Linked DNA regions of Mus musculus: region 2 is linked to region 1. A link is a contact called in public HiChIP or PLAC-seq data. All regions are on one chromosome and are shown on one strand. Each heading gives the region's core, a stretch centred on a gene start, on an enhancer-like site or on the middle of the called end of the contact. The rest is flanking DNA. Distances are from core to core; before and after follow the strand shown. Region 1 overlaps Dcaf1 (DDB1 and CUL4 associated factor 1). Region 2 holds the start of 6430571L13Rik (RIKEN cDNA 6430571L13 gene).

Evidence for each region. HiChIP or PLAC-seq counts read pairs in DNA pulled down with a chosen protein or histone mark.
Region 2: a contact with region 1 is called in an H3K4me3 HiChIP or PLAC-seq map of bone marrow-derived macrophages, with 3 times the contacts expected there. The contact joins the promoter of 6430571L13Rik here to the enhancer-like site in region 1. A contact is called at or near these places in 2 of 39 promoter capture datasets (embryonic stem cells and liver), 2 of 15 datasets of contacts at CTCF or cohesin (embryonic stem cells and large pre-B cells), 5 of 115 datasets of contacts at active chromatin or transcription factors (the 230-238 cell line, bone marrow-derived macrophages, embryonic hindbrain and 1 more) and 1 of 9 other capture datasets (adipose tissue).

The regions. Positions count from the first base shown.
Region 1 is chr9:106,855,189-106,860,073 of GRCm38.p6, reverse strand. It overlaps Dcaf1 (DDB1 and CUL4 associated factor 1), which reads right to left. Exons shown (of 24, transcript NM_001373930.1): 14 at 987-2,250; 15 at 295-493. Among named protein-coding and RNA genes, the nearest start is that of Rbm15b, 29 kb to the left of the region's middle. Within about 2 kb of position 1,888, at least 13 of the 459 cell types and tissues checked have an H3K27ac peak or open chromatin away from gene starts, as enhancers often do. A contact at or near this core is called in bone marrow-derived macrophages, where this site is marked.
Region 2 is chr9:107,337,749-107,342,633 of GRCm38.p6, reverse strand. It overlaps 6430571L13Rik (RIKEN cDNA 6430571L13 gene), which reads right to left and starts at 1,994. Exons shown (of 6, transcript NM_175486.3): 1 at 1,846-1,994; 2 at 1,217-1,323; 3 at 45-427. The coding sequence starts at 284. Hemk1 (HemK methyltransferase family member 1) reads left to right here and starts at 4,284. Exons shown (of 11, transcript NM_133984.2): 1 at 4,284-4,353.

The sequences.
Region 1 (4,885 bases), core at 639-3,138:
GTTTTTCTTCTGTTGAAATAGGTCCTGTGTACTCGGGCTGGCAGAGAACTTTAACTCAAATTGGCTTTGAACTCCCAAAAGTCCTTCCTCTGTTCCCCATGTATCACCTCACATAGCTAAACCCCCCCTATCAAAAGATGGCCAAGTATCTCATTTTCCTTCTGAAATGAGTCAACATCAATTCTAGTTAACGACTCATCTAAAATAAAGTCCAATAAATGGTAAGACTCTTTTAACTCTAGTTCCCTTTGTTAATCCATCTTAAAATGAGAGCAGCCAGGAAGGAACCCTCACCCTTGACGGTTCAAGGTGTGTGATGGCTGAGTTGTGACAGTTATAGCTGGCCTCTTCCTGTCCACTAAACACATTGTAGAGCTTCAGCTGCCCTGTACAAGTGCCAAGCATCAGGAACCGCTCCCGGGCTGAGAATGCACAACAGGTGAAGCCACTTTCATCTTCATTAGCTTCCCGGAATACTGAAATCGGACGAAATCTAAACGAGGGGTTGGGGGAAGAGCATAAATCAGAATAAAGCATGTCCGGGAACTCTGAAACACAAAATTTTGCTAGATGGTATTTTGTTTCAAAATGTGAAGCCTTTCAAATAAAAAGTGGATTCTAAAGCATTAGAGTGACATTCAATAGTTTAAATTCTCAATGAAAAAAAGACTTGTGGAAAGTGTGTAGACCCATGATCTGTACCTATGATTTATAAAGAATCACACAGAAGGAAACATGGCTGGCACAAAAGGCAAGTTTGAGAAATGGCTAAAACAACCTACTGGTTGTGACGACAGCAAAGAGATCTTACTGCCGAGAATCTAAATAACCCATAACTGACTGATTAGTTCATACAGCACATAAAGGACACTCAGTTAATCTTCAGGCCAGCAAATGACTTTAACTAATGACTCAGGGATGATACTGACCAAACACTGATTTAAATAAAAGAATCATCCCAAGGAATTCCGGGAACCTCTCCTTACCTGCTAAAGATAAGGTGCCTATCAAAGCATCCGCCATCTACCCCTCCATATTTTGGAAATGATGCCCTGCGGTTTAGCCTTGAGGTAAAGTTTATTGGCGCTTGCCGCCTCTGTTTTGGTTCAGGACACTGATGAGGAGTAAAGAGAGAAAAAGGAGGACAGGTGGCAACGGGGTTCTTGCATCGAGCATGTTGCTCTCTAAGATACTCTGTGATGATACTGTCCAGCGTAGGTGGGGAAGGAAGATGTCTATCCAATTGTTTTTTTATGGCAGGGCTCTGGCTGTATGCACCATGGTCCGACTTCTGCCGCAACACTCGAATTTTCCTGCCATTGCACGGTGATGGCCTCTCTCTGATAAAACTGATCCTACCAATCAAAGGGGAATTGCCTGCATATGATGGGCCAGGCAAAGGCAATGAACCCTGGGGGGGCCGTGGTGGAGGATGGGCAGGGGGAGCAGAAGGGGCAGAAGCACCCACAGTAGCATGGCTGCCCAGTCGACTTGCAATGCCGTTGGCAATCCGAGGGGTCCGGGGAAGAGAGACAGGAGAAGCAGCAGCAGTCACTGGGGTGAAGGCAGAAGAATGTGAGGCAGCAGTCATGGGCAGGTCAGCCTCTCTCGTCAGCACAGTTGCTGTCTCTCCAAGCCCTTTAGAAATGAGATGGTTCCGTATCAACAGGAGCAGCTCTTTCTCAGGGAAGGAGATCCTCGACTGAGCAACAACATCTGCTTTCTGCAGTCGTGCGAGAGACACATCAGTGCCAATGAGAAGAGGCTTTCCTGATACACGCTCAATGAGCTCAGCAGCGTATTTGCAGAACTTGACATGGTCACTACGCTTATCCTGCAGCACAGGCTCTTTCATCAGCTGTTGAATCTGGCAGCTACTAAAAAGGGGAAGTTTACTGATGATCTGTCGAACAGTGCTACTTCGAGACAGGCCTACAAGGGCTTTGCAGGCCAGGGCCCGGATCTGGTCTGCGTCTGTAATGGGCATCTTGATGGACAACAGGGACAGAAGCACCTTGATGCCATTGTTGGACTGGACCACATTCCACATCTTGGCCAGAGTATGCTCACTACTCTTGGGAGTCTGAGACAGCTTTCTCCGAGGAGTTCCAGAAATAAATTTGCCAATACTGGATATTCGGTTATCTGGACCACATACACAATTGATGATAATTTGAAGTGCTGACTTCTGAATTTCAGCATCATGGATAAAGAACTCACCCTCAGCCACGCCCAAAATAATGCTGATACCTATAACATAGGAAAAATTACATTATTCCTCATAAAACTAATAGCTAGAAGACTCATGTCAAGATATTACAGGAACAGTTTATACATTTATCTTTAGTGTGCACTATTAACAACAGCCAAGTTATGGGATCAGTACAAGCATCCATCAACAGACAAATGGACAAACCTTATGCACAAAGAAATCTTACTCAGCAATAAAAAAAAATGAAATTATGTTATTTTACAAGAAAACAGACAGGGTGGGCAAAATGGCTTATTGGCTAAAAAGCTCTTGGCATCAAGCCTAAGAACTGACATTTGTGGACAGAACTTACTCCAGTAAGTTACCCTCTTTTCCTCCACACATACACCAGAGTGTGCAAGAACACACACAAAACAAATAATAAAATGTAAATAGGAAAAAAAGAAAATAGATGGATCTCAAGATATAAAATAACATAATTCACATATAAAATCTAGAATTAAAATGAAACAGAAGAAAAACTTACATATCTAGGATGTCAGTATTCAGAAAGCCAAGACAGGAAGATACTAACAATTTCAAGGCAAGCTTGGGCTAAAAGTAAACTCCAGGCCAGCATGGACTAGAATAAGAACATGTCTCAAAAACAACTCACCACTAGAAAAGGAATGGAACTAAAACAGAGCCTAAGAAAGAGAAAAATGGTGACCTTTGTGTTCTATTTTATTGGTTTCCTTTTTGTTTTGTTTTTTGAGACAGTCTCTCTCTTCACAGCACTAGCTGTCCTAAAACTCACTCTGTAGACCAGGCTGACCTCCAACTCAGAGATCCACCTGCCGCTGCCTCCCAAGTATTGGGATTAAAAGTATGCACTACCATACCTGGCAAAGGAAGACTCTTAAAAAGGGAAAAGACAGGGGCTGGAGAGATGGCTTATCGGTTAAGAGCACTGACTGCTCTACTAGAGGTCCTGAATTCAATTTCCAGCAACCACATGGTGTCTCACACCATCTGTAATGGGATCTGATGCCCTCTTCTGGAGTGTCTGAAGAGAACAACAATCCACATACATAAAACAAATAAATCTTTTTTTAAAAAAAAAGGAAAAGATGAGGGTGATGGGAGGAAGACAAACAAATAAAGTGTCCTGTCCTATATACAGAATCTGAGTTTAAATTCGTGTGTGTTGAAGAGGGACAAGAAGGTGGGAAGGAGGAAGTGGAAGGTACATGTGAGCTAGGTACCATTATTCTATAGAGTTTTAAGGGCCAAGGAGATGGCTCAGAGGGCAAAAAGGCTTGCTGTGTAATGTATAAGCCTGATGACTAAGTTTGATAACCAGAACCTATATTTTAAAAAAAAGAATAAAATGGATGTTGTACTAAAAGCACTTCCACAGGAAAACAAAGATGGGCAAACAGAGTGGTTAAAAATTCACAGAATCCACAGCAACAAGATAAAAAGGAAAGAGCTAACATCCAAAAGCTGTCTTCTGGTCTCTACATGTGCTTCATCTACAGGAACACGCACACATTACACTTCTTTAAACAAAAGTTAATGGCTGCTGGTTGGTAGTGGTACATGCCTTTCAGAGGCAGGGGCAGGTGGATCTCAGTGAATTCGAGGCCAGCCTGGTCTACAGAGCAAGTTCCAGGGCAGTCAGGGCTACACAGAGAAACCCTGTCTCAAAAAAAAAAAAAAAGTTATTGGTTGTCCCCAGTATTGACATAACTTAGTAATTTGAAATTTTATTTATTTTGTTCTATTTAAAAAAGGGAAAAGGGAAAAGGGAAAAGGGAGAGGGAGAGGGAGAGGGAGGAAAAAAAGTACAAGGATAGCCAGGCATGATGGTACACACCAATAAATCCAGCACTCATTAGGTGGAGGTAGGCCATCCTCAGCTATGTATTTAGTCAGAGACTAGCCTGGGATACATGAAACCCTGCCTCAACGCACAGTCCAAGAACCAACCAACCAACCAACCAACCAACAAATAACTACGAGTATTACTCTGCTACATTTTCTGTACCTTAATGTACAATACCTCACATATAGTTTAGTACACAGAGGGGTTATGGGAAGTGTGAAAGTTACCAAAGTTTGTGTGCATATTTCCTAGATAAAAGGGACAAAAGCAGTTGGAATATTAAAACCTTCATGGAAAAGCAAAAGGCCCTCCTCAGCTTAGTGACTATCACGGCTATAGGAACCTTATCCAATATCTATTAAAAATTAAAAACAGGTGCTTGAGCCTTAGGTACGTTCATCCCCAAGCATTGGCCTGAGGACCCATAGACAATCACATCACCTCAGCGGCTTCTCAGACATGCTTTCTCCTTTGCTGTGTTTCTGAGATAGGTAACCAAGTTCTTGTCTTTCATTGTTTGTCCCAACTTCGTAAATTATCATAAAGGTAAGTTCTGGGAAGTGCACAGACACTAGTACAGAAATATCTGAACCACTTAGAAAGCCGAAGTTTATTAGTATGACTCTTTGTATGAACTGTACGGTGCCAATTACAGCAGACAAAGTACCTTAATGGTACAATACCTCACACGTATACTTTAATATACAGAGGGGTTATGGGAAATGTGAAAGTTACCAAAGTTTGTGTGCATTATTTCTTAGATAAAAGGGGCAAAAGCAGTAAAATAATCTTCATAAAATAATCAT
Region 2 (4,885 bases), core at 745-3,244, 480 kb before region 1:
AAGGACAGCCTTCCAGACCTTCTTCAGCTTGCCCCGGCTCTCACCATGGCCACAGCCAGGCCAATCACTGTGATGATCCCAAAAGACAGAAGCATGGTGCCCACACCAGCTGCACCACCTGCCACATCAGGGATTCTGGTGTCATTGAAGCTTGTGGTTTCTGGGCTGAGGGTGGCGGTCTCGGTGGTAGAGCCTTCAGCGGCGGTGGCGGGCTCCAAGTCAGGCTCAGTGGTGGGCAGGTGGCTGCTGAACCAGCTCTGAGTAGCTGGGACCCTGGAGTTCATGCTGACACTGGGAGACTGCCAGGGCTCAGTCAACTTGCCCACCGACTTCTGACCTTAGGAGTGTCCAAGGCTGTCGTTCCCGCCACCGTGATGACCACTGGCACAGCAGAACCCTTACCAGGAGACCCCTGCCTCTCTCGGTTCTAGAAAGGCAAGAATAAAAGTAGAGGTTACAGCTAGGGGCATGTCTGTGAGATCAAGTCCCTCTAGAATCTGAAGGCACTGAGGACATAAAGGTTTCAAGACAGAGCTAAGTCAAGTTTATGGGGTATTAGGACATGGGCTTCTGTAGGGACATAGGGACAGGAAAGCAAAGCCCTGTCACCCCTGTACGATGACTATAGTGATTATAATTGGAAGATGGGAGAAGATGCAGGAGGCCTGGAAAAAGTCCACCAATTATCTCTGTAATTGCTACTTCTCCTACTCCTACCTCCTCACTCTCTGCACCCCACATCCCTCCTTCTGCTTGGGAAACACTTGCCCAAGACTCAGACACACCTGATATAACCTCAGGCAAGTCACCCCTCTTCTCTGTGTCTAGTTTTTCTCAAAGTGGGAAATATTACGAACAACCCCATGGTGTTGTAGGGTTAATGGTATATCAGAATGAACCAGTCCCCAGTGGGGTGTGGAGGGAAGAACTTAGATGAGCACAGAAGGCATCCAATAAATGTTCCAAATCCCCATCACTACCACCAACAACCCAGGAGGAGTTAGACACAGCAGTCCCTGGTCCTAGTCAGCTGTGAGACCCATGCTATGGTTGGGACTAGGATGGGGCTGGTGTAGAGACACCAAGAGGCAGGAAGGGTAGACCGAGCTAGATCTTCTGGCAAGGAAGTTGGCAGGGGTGATCCTTGGGCTACCTCCTTTACTCGTAGATGTAAGGCACGGAGTTACATCTTCAGAGGCACTGATGAAATACTCACTTTGAAACACCTATTTCCCTCCGGAGGATGGAAGATCACCCAGCCTCTGTGGGTCTTGGGTAAAGCAGAGTGGGAATGAGTCCTAGCAGTGCTGCAGAGGGGCAGACCTAGAAAGAGAAAGAATTTCTAGCCTATGGCTACATATATGTTTCTCTGTGCGTCTCATAGGTGTACATGGGATGCCTCCTCTTGCAGGTGTGCACATACGTATGAGCGGTGTGCACATATCGTTCATGGTCCCTTAGGAAGGAGCAAAGCTGGCAGAGGGTCATGCATGGAGTAGACGCATTCCTTTCTGTCCTCTCCAGCTTGGCTCAGCAAGAAGTCTCAGGTTCTCTTCTGGGCTCTGTCACTGATCCCAGCCATGACCTTGGACCAGACCCTTAACTTGCTCTGAGTCTGTTTATTACTGGCAAAAAAAGGAGAGAAGCCACCCTGCCGAGTATTTTATTGGCTTGTCTCGGGGGTCCAAAGGGGAAGGGAAGAACACCGGGGTAAAAGTGGTGTGCACCGCGACCTCCAAGAAGCTATCGAGTCTCTTAGTCCTCCCTATCTCAATCCCCACGCCCGCCTCCACGACCCTGTGGTTTCTCCATTCTTGCTCAGAAGCAGCCGATCTCAGCACTTACTTAATCCTCTCCGGTGCGCCGAGCTCAGTCTGAGAAGCTAAGGTTGGTAGTGACCCGCAGGAGGCGTGGGCGGGGGAACACCCAGGCCCGGGCGTTGGGGGCGACAGGTCCCGACTCAAGGTCCGCCTTGCGTGCGCGCAGGATCAGCTAGTATTAGCCTGCGCTGGCTGACAACCTGAGCTGGGGTGGGCTGGGTCCGGACCACGGAGGGGGTGGGGCTGGGATGAGCAGCCTCGGGGGATCCCCAGGAGCCGGAGTGCCTTGCCTCCTGCCCCCCCCAGCGCCTCCGGACCCTGATTGGCTGCTTCGCCTAAAGCTCGATCAGCATTGGCTCACTCGCCTGTCGCTCAGATATAGCTCTGCTCCCAGCGGGAGCTTGGACCTGAAACCGGACAGCTAAAAGAGATTCTCTCTGAGAATACCTCTGACCCTGATGGCCTGCCGGAAGTTAGGCAGAGGACCGTAGGTAGCCAGGTCCTTTCTGGGTCAGAATTCTGACTCCTGGACACCTCCACCCGCACTGGGGCAGACTTGTAAGCCGCAAAAATCATAGGTACAGAGATTTGGTGAGAGCACCACCAGACCTGGAATATTTGAAACCTAAAATGAATTCAGTTTGATCTTCTATTGAATTTATGACCTTGAACAGCAAACTGCTTCTCTTCTTTTGTCTCAGTTTCCTGCCTATATAGGAACTCTGGTGTTTTGGAACAAGGGCGGTTTTTGGTAAGTGACTCCTGGAGACTTCAGTCCAGAGATGTTGAGATGGAATTATCTGTGTGATAGCCCACCTATTCCTCTCATAATAGTTTTCATCCACAGCAAAATTCATCTCAGGACAGAAGTACCGATTTCCTATACCCAAGAGCTGTATCCCCAACCATTTAAAACTACCCTCACCCCATCCCCTAAACAGACTGTGTGTAACCCAGGATGGCCCGATACTTATTATGTTGCCCAGGTTAGTCTTGAACCAAGGCAATCCTCCACCTCCTGGGTGCTTGGGTTTTAATTTTTAATTAATTAGTTTCATGTGTGAGGATGTTTTGTCTGCACACGTATCTGTACACTACATATGTGTCTGGTGTTCAAGGAAGCCAGAAGAGGGCATTGGATCCTCTGGTACTGGAGTTACAGACTGCTGTTAGCCTCCTTGTAGGTGCTCAAAATTGAACCTGGGTCCTTTGGAAAAGCAGCCAGTGCTCTTAACCACTGAGGCATTTCTCCAGACCCCCTTGTACTGGGACTTATAGGTGTGCACCAGTACACCCAACTCCCAGCCCCTCTCCCTTTTTACTCAAGTATTTTATTTTTTACTTTTTTGAAGCAGGATTTCATGTAGCCCAGTCTGGCCTTAAAAGATGAGTTTCTGGTTTCCCTGCCTCCACCTGCTGAAAACTAGGATTTATAAGTATTACCAAACCCCATTTGTGGGCATCAAACCCAGAGTTGTGTGACTGTTAGGTGAGCACATCAATTGAGCTACCCCGTGAACTATTTATTTTTGAATATTTTATGTTATTTCTTAAAATTATAAGTATGTATGTTTGGATGGGTATGTGTACATGGGTGCTTGGAATTGAAACCCAGTTCTCTGCAAGAGCAGTATGTGTTCCTAACCGCTGAGCCATCTCTTCAAGGTCCCGTCCCACCTTTTAAATTTTGAGACAGATTTTTACTAAATTACTCAGGATGGCTTTGAATGTATGGTCCTCCTGCGTCAGCTTCTCCAGAAGCTGTGATTACGTGCCTGCACAACCAGGTCTTGCTATGAATATTACAAAAGATACAACTAAAGCCTAGAAGGTCTGGGCATTTAAACAAAGTTAAACAACGAGCTGCCAACAGAATCAGGATGTAAATCCAGTTTTCCAGTATTCGCTGTTTTGCTATCTGCTCCAAATTCTATGTGCGTGTGAGGTCAGGAGGGTCCTTAGAAACTGGGTCCCTTTCCGAAAACAGAGACTGCCCCCAAACACTGAAACCCAGTCACACGCTGCTAGACCTATCTTACAAGCAGTTAGAACAACGCACCCACCTCCCGCCCCCCAAAATCTGGCTCTCAAGCCCAGCACACGTGGGTGACACCCTCGCGGTTTGTTTTTTGCCCACACTCCGCCCCAGCTGGATATGTAAACGTTTGCTTCAAGCAATCACCGCAGGCTGGAGCCATATCTCTGTTGAGACCTTAAGGAAGACTAGTGGGTCTGGGACCCAGCAGAGCATCTCTCACATTCCTGTACTTCCCCTTAGGGGGGCTGCAGATGCTGGCCAGTTGAGCCTCCTCAGCATCCCACAGTCTTCAAAGGAAAATCCGGCCACTTTAGGAACCCTAGACCAAGGAGACGCGGTTCACCGGAGCCCTTTCTCAACAGCACCGAGGCGGAAGCAAGGCGCCGAGGGAGTGCACTACAGGTTACGCACATCCGGGGTGGGGTGGGGGGGCGCTAACCCTGGGTCAATTTTCTGGTACTTGTGTGTGGGCCGGGCGAGCGTGCATGCCCTCTGGTAGGTATGCACCAGAGCAGGAGATCCGGATGGGAAATGCATGGCCGCAACGTTGATTTTGAGACAGGGATGGCCCTCTCCCTCGCTTTCAGGGGTGGAGAGAGGGCGCGCTTATATCGTTGATAATGTGTTTGCGGATCTGGGATGGACGCTGTGTCGAGGCTTGGAGATTTGGTTCCTTCCGTAGCTGGGTACTGGTGGACCCAGTTGCGTCAGGAATCTAGCAGAACCGGATTTGTGTTCTGCCCGGGGTATTTTATACCTGAGTTACCGTGGGCAAGTTGCTTTCCTCTTCTGGAGCCCTGTCTGAGAGGATGTGGCAGTTAGCAGGTTCTCGCAAATCTTAGTTTGGACCTTACTTAGTTTGGAAGTAGAGGGGACCACAGATTTTATGTTTTCAGATAACTTGTTTATGCTAACTTAAGCGTAACATTGTTCATTATGGGTTAAAATAGAGGCAACGTTTCAGCTTCTAAACAATAAGGAATGTCACAAGCCAAGCTCCCAAGCACGGCAGTCTCCTGCCATCTGT